Regions from separate parts of the Mus musculus genome. Here all the other regions are linked to region 3. Evidence: chromatin contacts called from public HiChIP or PLAC-seq, Micro-C and promoter capture Hi-C data. All regions are on one chromosome and are shown on one strand. The core of a region is the stretch at or near the end of the contact, and the rest is flanking DNA. Distances in the headings are between cores, read along the strand shown. Region 1 overlaps Frmd5 (FERM domain containing 5). Region 2 overlaps Frmd5 (FERM domain containing 5). Region 3 holds the start of Golm2 (golgi membrane protein 2). Region 4 overlaps Frmd5 (FERM domain containing 5).

Evidence for each region. Promoter capture Hi-C pulls out the DNA fragments that hold promoters and counts their contacts. A called contact is a pair of places that touch in the nucleus more often than the background predicts. HiChIP or PLAC-seq counts read pairs in DNA pulled down with a chosen protein or histone mark.
Region 1: an H3K27ac HiChIP or PLAC-seq map of epiblast stem cells shows a contact between it and region 3, with 2.1 times the contacts expected there. The contact joins the enhancer-like site here to the promoter of Golm2 in region 3. A contact is called at or near these places in 5 of 39 promoter capture datasets (the 3T3-L1 cell line, the C10 cell line, cranial neural crest and 2 more), 2 of 115 datasets of contacts at active chromatin or transcription factors (astrocytes and epiblast stem cells) and 1 of 9 other capture datasets (pancreatic islet).
Region 2: a promoter capture Hi-C map of the HPC-7 cell line shows a contact between it and region 3. The contact joins the enhancer-like site here to the promoter of Golm2 in region 3. A contact is called at or near these places in 3 of 39 promoter capture datasets (the HPC-7 cell line, cranial neural crest and frontonasal cranial neural crest), 2 of 115 datasets of contacts at active chromatin or transcription factors (both in embryonic stem cells) and 4 of 9 other capture datasets (adipose tissue, embryonic stem cells, liver and 1 more).
Region 4: a Micro-C map of embryonic stem cells shows a contact between it and region 3, with 2.4 times the contacts expected there. The contact joins the enhancer-like site here to the promoter of Golm2 in region 3. A contact is called at or near these places in 4 of 39 promoter capture datasets (cranial neural crest, embryonic stem cells, frontonasal cranial neural crest and 1 more), 1 of 484 Hi-C or Micro-C datasets (embryonic stem cells) and 2 of 115 datasets of contacts at active chromatin or transcription factors (both in embryonic stem cells).

What each region holds. Positions count from the first base shown.
Region 1 is chr2:121,620,351-121,623,137 of GRCm38.p6, reverse strand. All of the region lies in intron 1 of Frmd5 (FERM domain containing 5), which reads left to right. Among named protein-coding and RNA genes, the nearest start is that of Wdr76, 120 kb to the right of the region's middle. Within about 2 kb of position 1,502, at least 103 of the 459 cell types and tissues checked have an H3K27ac peak or open chromatin away from gene starts, as enhancers often do. A contact at or near this core is called in astrocytes, embryonic stem cells and epiblast stem cells, where this site is marked.
Region 2 is chr2:121,663,099-121,665,798 of GRCm38.p6, reverse strand. All of the region lies in intron 1 of Frmd5 (FERM domain containing 5), which reads left to right. Among named protein-coding and RNA genes, the nearest start is that of Frmd5, 140 kb to the left of the region's middle. Within about 2 kb of position 1,373, at least 10 of the 459 cell types and tissues checked have an H3K27ac peak or open chromatin away from gene starts, as enhancers often do. A contact at or near this core is called in the HPC-7 cell line, where this site is marked.
Region 3 is chr2:121,865,632-121,868,331 of GRCm38.p6, reverse strand. Golm2 (golgi membrane protein 2) reads right to left here and starts at 1,362. Exons shown (of 10, transcript NM_001205369.1): 1 at 801-1,362. The coding sequence starts at 1,127.
Region 4 is chr2:121,641,727-121,644,426 of GRCm38.p6, reverse strand. The region is part of intron 1 of Frmd5 (FERM domain containing 5); the gene reads left to right. Among named protein-coding and RNA genes, the nearest start is that of Wdr76, 140 kb to the right of the region's middle. Within about 2 kb of position 1,341, at least 18 of the 459 cell types and tissues checked have an H3K27ac peak or open chromatin away from gene starts, as enhancers often do. A contact at or near this core is called in embryonic stem cells, where this site is marked.

The DNA of each region.
Region 1 (2,787 bases), core at 253-2,752, 250 kb after region 3:
TGCTTGGTAACATTTATATGGAGTCTTTGTGACTCCGCTTGAACTTGGCCTGTTACTAATGACTAGCTTCTGTTTGTCAGTTTATTGAGTCTCGTTGTGTAGACCTGACTGGCCTGGAATTCACCATGTAGCCCAAGCTCGCCTTGAACTTGAATAGATTCTCCTCTTGCATCTGTCTCCTTAGTCCTGGAATAATTAGACATCTATCTTAATCTATGGCTACAATAAAAATTACATCCACAAATGCCTTTAATTTTTATGAGTGCAGGGTGGGGAGGCACGGATAAGCATGTACCATAGCACAGTGTGGAAGTCAGAAGGCCATCCGGGCGTCAGTTCTCACCTTCAGCTTGTTACGGTGGTGCCTTTAGCCTTTCAGTCACTGCCTCAAACCCAAGCTGTCCAGCAGGCTCCTGGGGATCGCCCTGTCTCTGCCTCCCATTGCCTGAGTAGTTCTGGGATTACAAACTATAGGATTTATGCATTGAATTCGAGCTCCAAGGTTTAACTCGGGTCACCTGGCTTACATGGCTAGTGTTTTGACGACTGAGCACTCTCCCCGACCCCATAAATGCTTTGAAAAGCACATTTCTCTGCAGGTTAGGGCTTGGGAGTTGTTTGATTTTTTTTATTTTTTATTTTTATTTTTTGGTGCAAATAAAATGAGAATTTATCTAATTTTGCTACTCAGCCTGACATCAGAAAAAGGACCTATTTGCATTCATTTATTTTCTGATTTCCATTGTCACCAAGCTATTTCTTATTTATCTTTTAACGATTATAAAATCATTTTAAGGAGAGCTGTTGGTTTCCATTATACTGTCAGATTTTAAAATTAATTTCATAAAGGAAGTTTTGTGAGCAGGAACGCAGGTCCCCATTTCTCCATAGGCCACACAATAAACCCATTAAAAGGCAAGAGAACATCGGCCCTGTCCACTTACTGTATTCGCTAGTCCTTTAACTAACAAGATGTCCAGGTGAGGGAAATATGGTGAATCTTGACACAGAAAATAATCTGTTAAGTGACAAACACGTGAAATAAGAAAGGCTCCCCCAAGTGAGCCTAAACCACACAACCTGGAAAGGGTCCCAATAGTCACATGACCCAACAGTTGCCTGCCTGCCCCCTGGAGCCGGCTTCTGTGTCTTTTTCCCACGGCGTTCACTACTCTATTTACCAAGTCTTCTCTATCAACTGTTCCGATCAATTGCAATTATTTCCGAGCGCATGATGTCAGCTTTGCCGACTGCCTCAGTTCCATTTGATGTTTTTGGAACTACCGGGACTGTGTTTGGTTTCTTTTTAAAGGCAAGCAGTTTTCTAAAGCTTAAAATATTTCAATTTTGAAAACTAAAAGACTCTTTCTTTAGTCTGTGATGAATATTTGAGTAGAGTTAAATTTATCATTCTGGCAGTACTCACATTGAACTTGTCATTAACTGTGACTCATCAAAGATGTTGTGTGGCGAGCCTGTGGGTAGCAGATGGTTCTGTTCAGGGGAATGGAGGCAGGAGGCTCTGAGGCCCAAGGAGCGAGACTTCTCATAGTCACTGGCTGTTGCTCATAACCTCTAGTGAGAAAGCACAGTAATTGGGGTGGGGTGGGGCAAGACTGGGCTTGTGTGGAGGTCAGCGGGGCTCTTTTGTGTTGGGATTATGGGTAGAGGAGCTGACAGTCACTGTTGCTGGCATGCCAGGTGTGGTGTGGAATGAAGCAATGGCTAGAAGCAGCACAGAGTAGAAAACCAGAATGTGTCAGTTCCTATGGAACCTGTTATTCTGGTAACTATAGTGACAGAGACCACCACACAGAAAGAGGGACGGCTTCAGCACCAGTAGTATCATTAGGAATCCAGTGTGGAATGCAGGCAATGAGCCCTCCTTAAAGAAGCTTTGGCCTCAGAGGCAGGGCAAATGGCTTCTCCTTTCTCTTCCCCACTCCCATTCTGCTTTTCAAGTGATATTGCTTCCACCCTTCCTGAATTCAGTTTTTCTGACCTTTAACCTCCAGCCCAGCCCATCATAAAGCCCAGCACACAGGCATAAGCCAGCCTGCAGGGCTATTCTGCACCATTCCGCCATTCCTTTGCCTTGTTATCCATCAATCCAGCCACATGAGTGGGTTTTCTGAGAGTCTGGGTCCCAGTGTGGACTCAAGTGCACCATTCTTTGTCAAGACAGGTTAATGACTTTTAATTAAGAAAAAAGGACCATACACCGAGTCATTAACAGAGCTAAGAGAAACCTGAAAGACAGAATTGAAATCCTCTTAGATACACTTCACAAATAATCAGAATGGTTTCACAGATGGCACCTGCTGGGCCTCTTGGACCCACAGCCTCTCCATCTGTAGGACAGACTCACAACAGTGACTAGTGTGTAGTTTCTTCAGTGACAGGGGAGGAACAGATGAGACAAGCACCAAGTGTCTCAGAAAGAGCGGTGAGAGAGGGAGGCGAGACGGTGACTCGACTCGCTCCTGGAACAAGGAAGCTCAGGGAATTTACTGGGAATCAAAGAAAACTGGCAACTGAATTAGTAATTAGGTAGAAGTGTTTGTTTTGTTGTTGCCATTGTTTATTGTATAAGGTACCACTAAATGTGTTCTGCCATGCTGATAAGAGACTGTTTGAAAACACATCTTAGAGGGCTAAAGAGATGACTCCGCCGGGTGTCCTGAGTTCAAATCACAGCAACCATCATGGTAGGTCATCTATAGTGGGATCCGATGCCCTCTTCTGGTGTGTCTGAAGACAGCAACACTGAACTCAAATATATAAAAT
Region 2 (2,700 bases), core at 124-2,623, 200 kb after region 3:
ATGAGTTTATGTGCATTCTGTGCATGCTCGTGCCAGTGGGGACCAGAAGACATCAGATTCCCTGGAGGTGGAGTTAAAAGCCCACTATGTGGGTGCTGGGAATCAAACCTGCGTCCTCTGGAAGAGCTGCAAGTGCTTTTAACCACTGAGCTATCTCTCTAGCCCCTCCGATGTAATTTTAAATTCTAGAAATATCAGGGTAGAAAGGAGACAGATATCAGGATGGAAAGGAAGACTTTCCATGGGACAGTTTTTGATTAAGATGTAACACACTAAGTGAAATCAAAGGGGGGAGGGAAATAAGGAATGGTTCTGACCATGGTTGCTGCTGGAGTCCCTGTGGCCAAGGCTGGTGAGAACAGGTGCTTTTAGGGGCTGTAGCCCAGAACCTATCCTGTTTAACAGAGAAAGCCACACCTCTCTGACTCTGAGAAAGGCTGTAAAGGGCACTCACCACAGTAGCCCTCCAGACTATTAGGCCCTCACCTGGGGAGGAGGGGGGCATCTGCCTTCATTTGCATTCTCTGCTCCAGACACAGGCAATGTCTTCTAATTTCCTCAGACGCTCCTAGCTCTGTGTAATTCTTCCATTGATCCTTCCATACCAGATTTTATTTCAAAGCCAACAATAGTTCATGTTTACATGTGGAACACTAATTAGGTCATGAGCTAATTAGTGTGTAGAATATTCTGTTAACATAAACAAAACAAAACAAAACAAAACAAAAGAATGCATGCTTCTAATTCTGGGGCTTTTTATACTTAGGGTATTTTATGTGGTGATTTTAAAAATTTTTTCTCTTTAATTGACATAGTAATTGTACATATTTGTGGGGTACAGAGATAATTCAGTACATGTGTACAATGTATAATTATCAAATCAGTATAATTAGCATTTATTGCTCATCATTTCATTGTGTTTGGAGCCTTTAAACTCTCTCTCTCTCTCTCTCTCTCTCTCTCTCTCTCTCTCTCTCTCTCTCTCTCTCTCTCTCCCCTTCATAAAATACATAATAGGCTTTTATAAACCGTAGTCACACCAGTAGAGTACAAAAGACAAGAACTTAACTGTACTTCAACACCCATTATCTAACTTCCTCTCTGTCTTCCTCCCTATCCTCACTGGCACCTAGTGACCCCTCCTTCCTCCTCCTCTGATCTTCCCCCTTTCTCTCTTTCTCCTTCCTTGGTGGTGATGCCAGGACATCAGACTGAGGGCCTGGAGCATCCTGTGTCAGCTCTGTTATTATTACCAAGCCACATCCCAGAACACTTAACTTCGCAAGCCCCTGTTTGTCACACAAATGAAGACACATAGCTTCTCAGTGGCCCTGGTTTTCATCAGTCAGCTGAGGGCAGTAGACCCAAGCTGCTGCTGTACAAAGCAAGAGTAGCAGCCAGCAGCACTGAGCAAATGTTAGCTCACTTACCTTAGCACATGGTGGTAGACACAGCCATTAGTGTTTGTTGTTGGGTTTTTGGGTTTTTTTTTTTTTTTCTATGTTAAAGGACTCTTTCAAGCCAGGCAATGGTGGCCCATGCCTTTAATTCCAGAATTCAGGAGGGAGAGGTAGGTGGAACACGTGAGTTCAAAGCCAGCCTAGTCTATATAGTGAGTTCCAGGACTGCCAGGGCTACACAAAGACATCCTGTCTTGAAAGAGCAAAAACAAACAGACAAACAGCAACCAACCTGGGGCTGGGGCTGGGGCTGGGGCTGGGGCTGGGGCTGGGGCTGGAGGGAGTGCTAGGGAGTTGGCTCAGTGGTTAAGAGCACTGGCTGCGATTCCACAGGATCCGGGTTCAATTCCCAGCTCACAATGATCTGTAACTTCATAATCTGACAGCCTCACTCAGACATACATAAAAAAATGCAAAACAACCAATGCACATAAAACAAAAACAAATAAAAATTACTTGAAAATAAGACTCATAAAAATTCTTATTTAGATCATTGTTTTGCCCAAAATATATAAATTCAAAGGAATCATAATGATAATTGAAAATATTTAGAAGGCAGAAAATACTATCAAGTCAGCATTTAGTGTTAAATGTGTCAAGGATTTTATTCTTTTTTTATTTAATGGGCTGTAAAAATATTTTTGACTAGCCTTTCTGACTATTAAAAAATAATAATCATTCTGATCCCTTTAAAATACCTGGGGTTGTCTTCCCCAGAGCATCTCTGATGGCGCTAGATCGGCATCAGTAAGCACAAGGCAGATGTCAGTTGGATACACTAGCTATGTTAATATCGACTCTAGAACTTTCCAGATTGGATGAAATAAAGCCCAGCCTGGGACAAAACAGTGACAGACACATTCCGCGTGTGGTTTGCATCAGCTCTTGTCACCCCCCTCAAAGACCAGCCTTCCTGTGCTAGTGTTTCCCTGTACAGACCCTGCAGCAGTAAGACTCACGGACGGAAGACAAGTGGAGAGTGCTAACTTGGGATTTCAAGAGCAAAGGCTTTTTAAAAATAGTCTCACATAGCCCAGGCTGGCCTCTTACTCTCTATGTAGCCAAGGGGCCTTACTCTCCTCCTCTTGTCCCCACTTCCCAAGGTGTGTACCACCATGCTTGTTTTAAACAAAAAGTTTTATTGATCTATGTGAGAAAAAGAATTGGAAAAAAAATTGGAAGCCTGACATTCCTTCCTCTCCCTGTCCCACCCTGTGTCTTTGAGTCAGCCTCTAATTCA
Region 3 (2,700 bases), core at 113-2,612:
TTAAGTAGGACATGATCATAGTCCAGACTTAAGATTTTTAAATTTAAAATTTTGTATTTTCTATCTGCATTAAGCAGCAGCCCTAAGAGCTATTTAAGCACACACAATTTTATTTTCTTTCAAGAATTATAACGACAGACATAAGATTCTGTTCCTAAGAACTTATTTTTAGATTCTACCATTTCGGCTAATTTCATTAACAATTCAAATTGAGAAGATAATGGATTAACCGCACTCAAGTCACAAGTGTGGCTCATATACGGGTTCCTGACTCATCTATAACAACACTTTCAACACAAAATTCATTTTTTAAAAATCTACTTAGCAAAATACATCAATTTATAGAGATTTCTAAAAAGCCATACTGTTGACAAATACATGTTGAGCACCAGAAGGGAAGAAGGCCGCATTCTGAAATAAATTAATATTGATCAGTCTGCACAGGAGGTGGATGAGACAATGCCCATACATATACCTGGCAGCCTGTGTGCCGGGAACGAAGGCGGCCACACAGGCCAGATGATAACCACTGCCAGCTCAGCAGCTGAGCTTGGAGGAAAGGTGGTATCCACACATAGGCCACTCTAGAGAACCAGAACTTACAGTCTCTGCAAGCGAACAGAGAATGTGGCGCTGACACCGGGAAAGTCTGACAACAAACAGGGTTGCTGGGGGTCTGGGGAGCTTCCAGGGCTACCACGCTGACGGCATACAGCAATCGCCGGCGGGCGAATATTAATACCCCACCCAGAAGTGAAAAGAAAAAGTCTAGGAGGGCCGAGGAAAGGGCTCGACCTTACCTTGTCATCCTCGCATCTCTTCCCCAGGCCTTCCTTGGCCTGCAGCCGGCTGCTGAGGCGACCGTAATCGGCCTCCTTCTGGTCGATCTGCTTCTTATGCGTGTCCACCAAGAGCAAGAGGTCCGAATTGCGCTTCTCCAAGCGCCCGCGGGCCACCTCGGTGCGCTGGACCTGGCCCTGCAGCTCGGCCACCTCCTCCTGAAGCAGAACGTGGCGGGAGGAGATGCTCCAGTAGTTGAAGGCAAGGACGACGATGACTACCAGTAGCACCACCAGCACGAAGGACGGCAGGCGGCCGGCCCGCCGGTTGGCCCCGAAACCCACCATGAGGCCGGTGGCTCCGCCGCTGCCGCCGACACCTGCGGGCAGCGCCGGCCTGCTGTCTCAGCGGCCTCGGGACCCGGACCCCAAGGGACGGGCCGAGCCGCCAGAGCGCGGAGGGGGGCGGGGCGTCGCGGGTCCTCCCCGCCCCCTCTGCGCCCCCGCCGCGCCCCCTCCGAGAGTCGAAGGCCAGCGGGCTCCCGCCGCAGGGAAGCGGGAGAAGCCGGCGCTGGTACTCGCGACCCGATGCCTCAAGGCTGGGGGCGGGGACGCGAGCCGGAAGGGGGCGGGTTTCCTCGGTCCACGCCCACCGGCTGGGGCCGGGGCGCCCAGGGGGGCATTAGCTCGTTTCCGCCGACGCCCCCTCTTCTCGCGAGATAGTGGGCTTCTTCTCGTCCCCTTGCGGTCTTGTCTCGCGAGGGTTCTCTGGAGGCTGGGGCGCGGGGTCGGGGTCGCGCGGCGTACCTGGGTGGGTGTGCGTGGTGCTGTTACCTGGTGGTGTCCCCTGAGGCCAGGTTTAGGGAGGTCCTGCTATCAGCGGGCCCCTTGGCAGAGTGTCCTCTGTCAGGACCAATTCTGAGACTGCCACCAAGTAGGGAAGGCTCTAGGTAAGATGGGACCTGATGGGTGTCTAGCAAGGTTTTATGCTAGGTGTTGTTTGTGCCACCGAGGTGGAAAAAAACAAAAACAGTTGACATTAGCCCCCAGAATAGCGGTGCCCAGACAATACAGCAAGAGAAGCTAAGCTTGAGGATGCTCTGCGATTGAGATGTGTTAGCAGCCTGGTTTCCAAGGTTACTGCTGTCACGGACAGGAAGAATTCCAAAATGCGGTGCTCCTATTTTAAAACGCTCTGCTGCTTTTCCCTCGACTTAGCTGAGGAGAAAGCCCAGAAGCTGCCCTCGGTGAATGGCAGCTAATGCGCCGTTACTGACGGCTGACACATTCCGAATTAGCAATAGCAGCCCTTACAAGTTGTTTCTGCACGCCTAGTTTTACATCCCTCCTATCCCAACAACGCTTTACACAGGAGAAAGCCCGGAAACAAAGATGTGCGGAAACGTCAGAGTCCTGTATCTTCTGAACTGGGCTTAAAGCCAAGTAACAGAACTCGTAATACTGTTCCTCTCTCTGCTTTGTAGCAGGTGTTGTTCTACGTTTAGCGTCATGTTCAGTGCTACAGAGAATCCCCTGCTCGTTCCCTCTGCGTGCTGCTTGTGTAGTTGTTTAAACAAACAATAAAAAGTTACTGGTTTTCACCTGTGTAACCAGAGGATGGATTTGTAGTTATTTTTCAGACTCCGGGTCAAGAACACAAACTTAAGTGTTTATTCAAACCGGCCTATAGTTCTGAGACATGAAGATTTTACAACAGTGAAAAATTGTTCCATGTGTCCTGTGCATTTCAAAAATAAAGTTCATCTGCTTCCAAAAAAAAAAAAATACCTTCACAGAAGGATGTTTCTCTTTTTTATACTATACAAACAACAACAACGACATAAACGTACCAGAATTTACTAGCTGGTTTACATCAAAGTTGAAGATTAACTCTCTTCAATTACAGCATTTGGGGTGTTGA
Region 4 (2,700 bases), core at 92-2,591, 220 kb after region 3:
GATGTCAAAGCCACTGCAGTCCCCATCACAGCTTGCCTGGAAGGAAAATTTTTCTGCAGCCTTTCTTCTTCATTAGAGCCCCAGTCTGAAATCTAATGCCCTTTAACTGGAGAGGGCCAGGGAGAGAGGATGCTTGATGCACAAAGCAAACAGCTATCTAAGTGCAGTGCTCAAAAATAATTGGCAGCTTTAGAGTAAGATAAAACTCCATAATGATAAAAAAAATCGTACAGTATCTTTACTCTGGCAAAGAGACCTTGACAGGACACACAGTCTGTCTTCCCTTGCCCGTTTTCAAAACATAAACTATTCCTGGTAGATAAGTCATGATTCTATATTTCTGGATATCCAGGAAGAAAATATTACTCTGTGTGTATGTGTGTGTGTGTGTGTGTGTGTGTGTGTGTTATGTACTTGTGTGCATGCGTGCCACACACGAGTACTTGAATGTCACATCACGCATGTGGCAATCATAGAATACCTCTGCACATGGGTTCTTTTTTTTTTTTTCTTTTGGTTTTTCGAGACAGGGTTTCTCTGTGTAGTCCTGGCTGCCCTGAAACTCACTTTGTAGACCAGGCTGGCCTCGAACTCAGAAATCTGCCTGCCTCTGCCTCCCAAGTGCTGGGATTAAAGGCGTGCGCCACCACACCTGGCTTCCACATGGGTTCTGAGGATTGAATGAATATCATTAGCAGTGGTACCAAGTGCCTTTACCTTCTCAGCCATTTTGCCAGCCTGGGAAGTTTATTTTAACATTAGTTCATATGCAGCCAGGCATGGTGGCTCACACCGTTAGTCCCAGCACTAGGGTGTTGTGGCCGGCCAGCGGCTCACATGCCTGGGTTCTAGTCTGGAAAGGCATCTTGGAAACCTGGAAGAGAAGAGCGGGGGCTAGGCAGTTGTTAATATAAAAAAGAAAAGGCTGGGTCGAGGCATAAAATTTATTTATGCCCTATAGTTCTGCCTGAATTTTAAGGGCCTAATGAAGAAACCTGTCTCCAGTGGTATATCTTAATTATTTTTATGGAAAACCCGTATCTGGATAAGACTGTCCTTACTGTCTTAGTAAACATCTAGCAGACTAGCCCTGAGCTGTTGGCTCCATCTTTTATAATGTTAATTAGTACTGAATAGGTAATTTCCTTGATGAAATTTTTACTGAATACCAAGTAGTCAGCTACTTACTAGCTACTAGAGGTCTTTTTAGGGCCTTGGAACCCTGGCGAAGACTGTTTGTACAAATTTGAAAGGCACTTTATTATGAATAACACTGAAGGAGAGTATGTTGATTTTCTTCCGCATTCTTGGATGACAGGCGGGAAACAGAGGGAGGGGGTGAGGACCGGCTCCGCAGTACAGGGCCAATCAGCTTTTTAGGGTGGGAGGCTGTGAAGGGCTTGCCCTTCTGACAGTACGGTCTCTAACTTCTAACTTAAGTGATCTCTAAGAAAACAGAGGCCAGCCTGGTCTAAATAGCAAGTTTCAGGCCATCTACAGTTAAGTAGCAAGTCAGTGTCTTTAAAAAAGAAAAGTTTAGACCCACCTCGTTGCCATTAAAATTGGCTTTTATCCTTTCAGTCTTTAGTAAGTGCATATAAAGGCTAATCAGCATACCATATGTAACAGTCACTGAAGGTCAGCCAGAAATTGCCACCTCATTTTCTCACAGACTAAAATGTGTTTCCTTAAACATCTTTTTCTCTGGCAGAATGTCTTAGCCTTGAACTTGTTTATGCCGCTTGGGCTTTGGCTTCCAGGTCTCCATAGTCTACAGTTATGGAGCATCTGCAGGCGAGATACTGATGAGGACTTGGCCCATTGAGCTTGCTTATACCCCGAAGTACCAGCAGTTTCTGCTGTTCACAGTGGTCTGAGGCTGCAAAGCCCCCATAAACACAGACTGTAAAACGTGACCTTAGAAGTCAGAAGGATCACTCTGTTATCTAAATATGTGTCGGCCACTGAGGCCTCCATTTCTGTTGGTTATAAATGTACAGAGGAATGAGAAGAGCATATCAGACTAATACTCGTGTGCCAGCCTTTAAAATGGTGCAGATATTGAGAACTGGAGTTTTGTTTCCTGGTGGGGAGACTCATCCTGAGGACTGTGAACAGCACTTGCCTTCTCATCAGAAAGCGTGACCCTGAGCTAGCATTCCTCCTGTGCCTGGGGAATATGCCACCATCCCTCTAAGTCTAACCCTAGATCTGTTTCCAGCCCCATGTCCTTTACTCTGGTGTCATCACTTCCTCTGAGACTACTTTTTGCCACTGTCAGTCACTTCCGTGTTTTCATTGATTAGTTAACTAATTCCTTTCCTGTCTAGGACTATTTATTTATTTATTTATTTATTTATTTATTTATTTATTTATTTATTTATTTATTTGCTTTAAAAAGATACAGGGTCGGGCTGGAGAGATGGATCAGTGGTTAAGAGCACTGACTGCTCTTCCAGAGGTCCTGAGTTCAAGTCCCAATAACCACATGGTGGCTCACAACCATCTGTAATGGAATCCAACTCTCTCTTCTGGTGTGTCTGAGGACAGCAACATTGTACTCATATACATAACATAAATAAATCTTAAAAAAAAAAAGATACATGGTCTTGGAATGTTGCCAGTCAGTCTGATTGTGCACTTCTAGGCTTAAGCAATCCTCCCTAGTAGTTGGGCCCACAGATTAGTGCCACTGTATCC